Regions from separate parts of the Zea mays genome. Here region 2 is linked to region 1. Evidence: chromatin contacts called from public Hi-C data. All regions are on one chromosome and are shown on one strand. Each heading gives the region's core, a stretch centred on a gene start, on an enhancer-like site or on the middle of the called end of the contact. The rest is flanking DNA. Distances are from core to core; before and after follow the strand shown. Region 1 holds the start of LOC103641455. Region 2 holds the start of LOC542631 (probable glutathione S-transferase GSTU6).

The links. Hi-C and Micro-C count contacts between places; a contact is called where the count stands out from the background.
Region 2: a Hi-C map of ear shows a contact between it and region 1, with 2.6 times the contacts expected there. The contact joins the promoter of LOC542631 here to the promoter of LOC103641455 in region 1. A contact is called at or near these places in 3 of 25 Hi-C or Micro-C datasets (ear, leaf mesophyll and tassel).

The regions. Positions count from the first base shown.
Region 1 is chr10:98,462,092-98,465,025 of Zm-B73-REFERENCE-NAM-5.0, forward strand. It overlaps LOC103641455, which reads right to left and starts at 1,559. Exons shown (of 32, transcript XM_020545795.1): 1 at 1,277-1,559; 2 at 1,119-1,184; 3 at 767-949; 4 at 561-626; 5 at 356-460; 6 at 113-244; 7 at 1-22. The coding sequence starts at 1,424.
Region 2 is chr10:98,769,221-98,772,154 of Zm-B73-REFERENCE-NAM-5.0, forward strand. LOC542631 (probable glutathione S-transferase GSTU6) reads right to left here and starts at 1,434. Exons shown (of 2, transcript NM_001305881.1): 1 at 1,083-1,434; 2 at 535-1,007. The coding sequence starts at 1,403. The coding sequence ends at 630.

The DNA of each region.
Region 1 (2,934 bases), core at 309-2,808:
CCATCCACACCTCCTACATCTCCTGTAATAGGACTCATGGATCACAAATAAGGCATGTCTAGAATCATTCAGCGAAATTCTCAAAACTTGTGAATACTGGAATGAAATTAACCTTCATGTGCAATCATCCGACCCCCTAAAACAGCTCTCGCCTTATCGATTGAGCTCTTGCTGACTAGGACAGATCTACCCGTACTGGTATGGAACATTGGCTGTTTGGCACCAGCTGCATTCTCAACATTTTCTAGAAACAATATATTTCATAGTTAATGGCATGTTTGCCTAGTACATAACATGCAAAAAACAGCATACAAACTAAATGTCATAACTAGTGAAATATGAAATCATTTCCTACCTTCTAGAACAGCTCTTGCCTTCTGAATTGAGTCCTTGTTGAGCAAGACTGCCTTACCAGATCCACTTTGGAACATTGGGAAGAAGTTATCTTTATGCACACCACCTAATTTTTTCACATTATAGTATGTCAAAATGGTACCACAGCACAGAATTCCACCAAAATTATCAAAACAAGGCATGGAGAAGGGAGAAACAAGGCTAACCTCCAAATGGAACATGTAAGTTTGCCAGTTCACCCTCCAGACCAGCATCACAACCAAATGGTTTCTCTGCAGTACAAAAAACCCATCAACACAATGTTGAAGGCATAGAGAAATAAACATAATAAGCAGCGTTGTTTCCAAGCTACCAGACATACAACAGTGTACAGCAATTCAACCAAACCACAATCAAGTGCAAAAGGACTTACTTCTCTTCTTGTTATTGTTATCAGTAGCCTCGTCCACTTCCTCGCCAACCAACGCACTGGCCCTCCTTACGGCTCTCTGGCTGACAGCCAGTGGCCTCCCAGACCCGGTGGAGAACAGTCCAGCCGTATTGACACTCTGAGCCAATCCATCCATCGCATCGCCTTCAATCAGCTGCTCCCGCGCTGCGGGTCCCATCAACGAAAACAGGCAGCCAGCGGCCAGTTACACACCACGCCACTGACGCAAGCGGCAGAGGGCAGACAAACACACAGAGACTAGAGACGCAGTACAGTACAGCAACGACCGCAGCCACAAAGGTCACACGCGAGTACATGGGGAGGCGGCGTCTACCTTGAAGGAGTAGGTCGGCCATAGAAGAGATACGGCATCCGCCGGCGGTGTCCGGGCATAGGGTTTCTGACAACGGAGGAAAGGAGGTCAGGAGTTAACAACACATCCATGATTGATACGAACGAGAATGCACGGGTACACGTTGATGGAGATTGAACCTTCGATTGGCGCTTCGTCGGGCAGCGGCGGATGACGAGGAGCGGGACGAAGCGGACCCGGCCGAGGCGGGTTTGGGGGCGCGTCGGAGACGGGGAGCCAGACGATGCTGCCGTCGGGCTGGCCCCAGACCTGCCACTTGCTCGGCATGATTCCTGGGCCGCGGCGCACAGGCGGGGCCGGGACGAGCCAGCGACGGAGACGAGGGAGAACTGGATTTACTTGGAAATTGAGTGACCGCGCTGCGGAGGCGGGGAGCGAAATCACGACACAAAGGCGTTTGTCAACCCCATTTTCAGAAAGGATTTTCATTTTTACGAACTACTTTTCAATAAAAAAATAGAAATAGTTGAGAAAATAGGGTTTCCAAACTAACCTTAATTTTTAGTTCTCATATTTTATTTTATTTTATTAGTCTCTAAATTATTAAATGTGGAAACTAAAATAGAATTATATACTACTAGTTTTAGTTTTTGTATTTAATAATTTAGAAACTAAAATAAAATAAAAGGCCAAAAAATTAGTCTATAAAAACCAAACACTCCTAATTTTATTGGTTTGGGAGAAAAGTAATGGAGAGGATTAAAATAACTCCAACAATTCTCAATATTCATTTCTTAAACCATATTATAGGAGGGAAAAGAAAAATAGAGCTCCTATGTCGGTTCCCAATCGGGTCGCATGCGAGAAGCGAGCTTCCACCTGTGAATAGATGCGCCAACATCATCGCTCCCAATCCTCCACAATTTTTATTTTCCCGCGCCATCTTCCTGCCTTGGTGCCTCCATCAAATCAATTTGGCGTGCGAGTTGTGCCGGCGAGCCGACGACCTGTGCTTCCATCGGGTGCCACTACACCATCATCCACTGCGACAACCATGAATCCCAGAAGCGACGCATCTCCAACGGAGGGATTGAGGTCGACGACGATGCGACATCAATCTGCAGTAGAAGATGTAGAGGTCCGTGAATCTAGTTCTTGCATTGTGAGCGGCTGAGTCGCGAAGGCCGTGGAGGCGTGGACAAGGCATATTGACTGCAACTTCCGTAGACTTCAAACTCTAGTTCTTGCTTCCATGTAATCGCCTCTCATATTGCTCTCATCTTGATTGCATCATTTCTACGAAGTGCAGTTCTTGACTGTGTTATGGGAACTCTAGACCTTTTATATATCTTGATTGCGAATGAAACAACATCTCTTGAATCAGACTGCATCTCTAGTGCAGACTCTAGCTCTTGATGGCATACCAGGTACTTCTAATTTCTGGACATCAATGTTTGCAGTTGTATGTGACATGAACCAGCAGATAAGAGATTTACTAATTTACTAAAAGTCAAAACAAGTATGTGTACACCACCAGTTAAGAGCTACTACTTTAGGAACCAGGACATAGGAGACCTACTAATTTGTGAGCAGTAATGCTATTTCTGAAAGGCTACCAATAATTAATTAATCTTGTAAAAGTTGGCGGCATGCTTAGGGTTAGGGCTGACAATGGGCTATATTTTTTGCACTATAAGATTTAAGGATCGAAGCGGATTAGGATCGGGTTTTATTTCTAGTCATTTTTGAACTATAATTTATTTAGGTTCTTGACATTTTATGAAGAACTATTTGAATCACGATCCATTACCACCCCTACTTAGGGTAGCCATACACC
Region 2 (2,934 bases), core at 184-2,683, 310 kb after region 1:
GTCCGACCTCCACCTCTGTCGGTCCGCCTCCAGCGTCCCTGCGACCATGTAGCTATGACGCGTGCGGCCTGCACGGGCACCGCGCCACCACTCAAATCCGTCCCTGCCATTACATCTCCTCCCAAACTATACAACTTCCTCAACCTGATTCCCTTTCTTTAAGCTAGGGTGGAGCGCCTTCCTGGCTAATGGGCAGCGACCACCTAAGCGGCGAGCGCTGTGTGCTTGCTGCTATGTGCCAGTGATTCTCCTCTATTGTGAGTAATTATTTCCAAATATCTAATTCATTTCCCTATCTGGCACAGTTCCACTGAATTGTTTTAAATGTTACTGTCTCTATAGTGCAAAAAATTAAAAAACAAATTGTATATCATTATATTTATAGAGTGGCCGGAGCATTATTTTTACGGAGCTCGGCCGTTGTGTATAAGGCCAAACTTTTCTAACCGAAACCAGACTTGGTTCCAATTATGTAACACACCATCAATTAACGAGAGTAGTACCAAATAGCAGCACGTAGAGTTGACGTTGGAATACATGTGTAACACCATAACAGTACTTTATTTCAAACAAACATAGAACATATAATTTTTTTTTTTAAAAAAAGAAAAGAAACATGTCCACTATGCCTAAGGACGGAGCGGCGGCAGGCCAAATACGGCCCGCCTGGCCTTGGTATACTCCAGAAGCCTGTCCACGTCCGGGATCAGCCCCTTGACACCCTCCAGCGCGCAGAACCGCTCCGCCCACGCCGCCAGCAGCGGCGTCCTGCCGGCGTCGAGGGCCTTCACCCCGCAGATGGCCTCGGTGGCGTACAGCCACCCAACAAGGCCGCCGAGCACGACGTCGACGAGCCCCACGCTGTCCCCTCCGAAGAAGGCCTTCCCCTTGGAGCACTCCCTGAACGCCTGCTCCAGCGTCTCCAGCGCCGCGACGGCCTGCCTCGCCGCCTCCGCCATCTCCTCCGCCGTCCTGCCCCTGAACACGGGTATCCACGCGCTGTAGAACTGCCATCAGCAAAAAAATGCATCGGTGAAACTGACCGTATGTACACTAGAAAACAAAAAAAAAATGGTAGATACCTTGTCGTCGACGTAGGAGGCCCAGAAGCGAGCAATGGCGCGGTCGTAGGGGTCGGATGGAAGGAAATTAGGTGCGGCGGCGGGGAAAGCCTCGTCGACGTACTGCACGATGATCTGGGACTCGCAGACGGGCTTGCCGTGGTGGATGAGCACGGGCACCTTCTTGAGCACGGGGTTGGAGCTGAGGAGAAGCTCGCTCTTGTCGTCGAGGTTCTCCTCGGAGTAAGCGTAGGTGAGGCCTTTGAGGCTGAGCGCGATGCGCGCCCGGAGCACGAACGGGCTCGCCCATAACCCCAGCAGCGTAAGCTCTTTCCCGGCCATGCTAGCTAGCTAGCTGCTGCGGCTTCGACTTCGTGTATATAAACATAAATAAAGGTGCTCCACATGTGTGGGTACAGACAGTAGTGTGCTTTGGTCGGTTACCTACCATTCGTCACCAGTGACGTACGTGATGTTGATCTGGATTTTCTAGATCTCAAGTGGCTGTGCTAGCCTGCTGGACGAGCATGCGTGCTTGTTCATGTAGCCCCCGAGCCAAGTTCGGCTTGGCTGGGCTCGCTCATTCAACGAGCCGAGCTCGACTGTCTATCTAACGAGCTTGAAAAAGTGGTTTGGATCAGTTTGTTTTTGAATCGTGGACCAACAAGACTAGTCATAAACGTGAATTTGCTCTCTAAATTATAATATAAAATCTTAAAAATATTTTAGATAACATATTTTAAATTAGTAAAATAGATATATTACTAATATAATATAGAAAATAGATTAATTTTGTATAGTAATCTCAAATAACATAAATTAATTGTGTACTCAGTACTAATATTATATGCTAATTAGGATTTTATGTAATAAATTGTTGTTGGTCGAGCCACGAGCCAGATCGCGAGCTGCAACGAGCCAAGCCAAGCTGGCTCGCTCTTTTCACGAGCCACAAAAATAGACTCGGATCGGGCTCGTTCTGAGCGTCGAGCCAATTCGAGCCGAGCGGAGCTGCTGCGAGCCCGAGCCAGCTCGTCGAGCTCGAGTTTTTTTTTCCAGTCCTACCCCTGGCGGAGGCTGCCTTAATTCGCTTCTCAGGCCTAAGCCTCCGTACGACTCATCACAAAATTATATAACACCAATGAAACAAAACAAACATATCACAAAGGTAGACAGTAATCCTAGTGTTAGAACAAGGAAACTTAATGAATTTAGGACTTTGCTGGGGCTAGAGGATACGGAGTCCTATTTATTTTAGAGAGGGGGTAGAGACTGTGATAGAGGAAAACCAAAACAACTATGAAGTGGGCAGTCCTATCCAATTTATTGAGGCATATTACATTTTTACATTTAGCTCCCTGCTCACTCTACTAACTACTGAGTGAACCAGCTAACCCTAAGGCATTCTTGTATAACTCTGATCCGACGATCCGCTTCCTACCTAGACTTGTCGTCATCGCCTCTCGCAACCTCCAGGATTCTACCACGTGTCGCATGCTTCCATCCCGGGTTTTGAGGCCCAGACCCAAAAACCGCCTCAGGGGCATGGTTTTGGGCTCAACCACTAAACCTCCACGAGTAGCATCCTTTGACGTGTTCCCCACTTTCTGAACCGTGTCCAGCTAGCCTTCGACCACGCTGGCCCACGATCCACCTCCATGTACACTCTAGTCACCCGGCCTATGGCCCAGGTGTCAGCCACCAAGGCTAGTCACTCAGCGACTTGGGTCCATGGGTCTAAGCCTCGACATCCATCTTTCACCGCTCCACTTGTCGTCGCCTCAACATAACCTTCAAGATTCTGCCACGTGTCGCCACGCTTCCTGATGACTCCACGACTATACAGTTGATGGGAATATAAATCATTTAACTA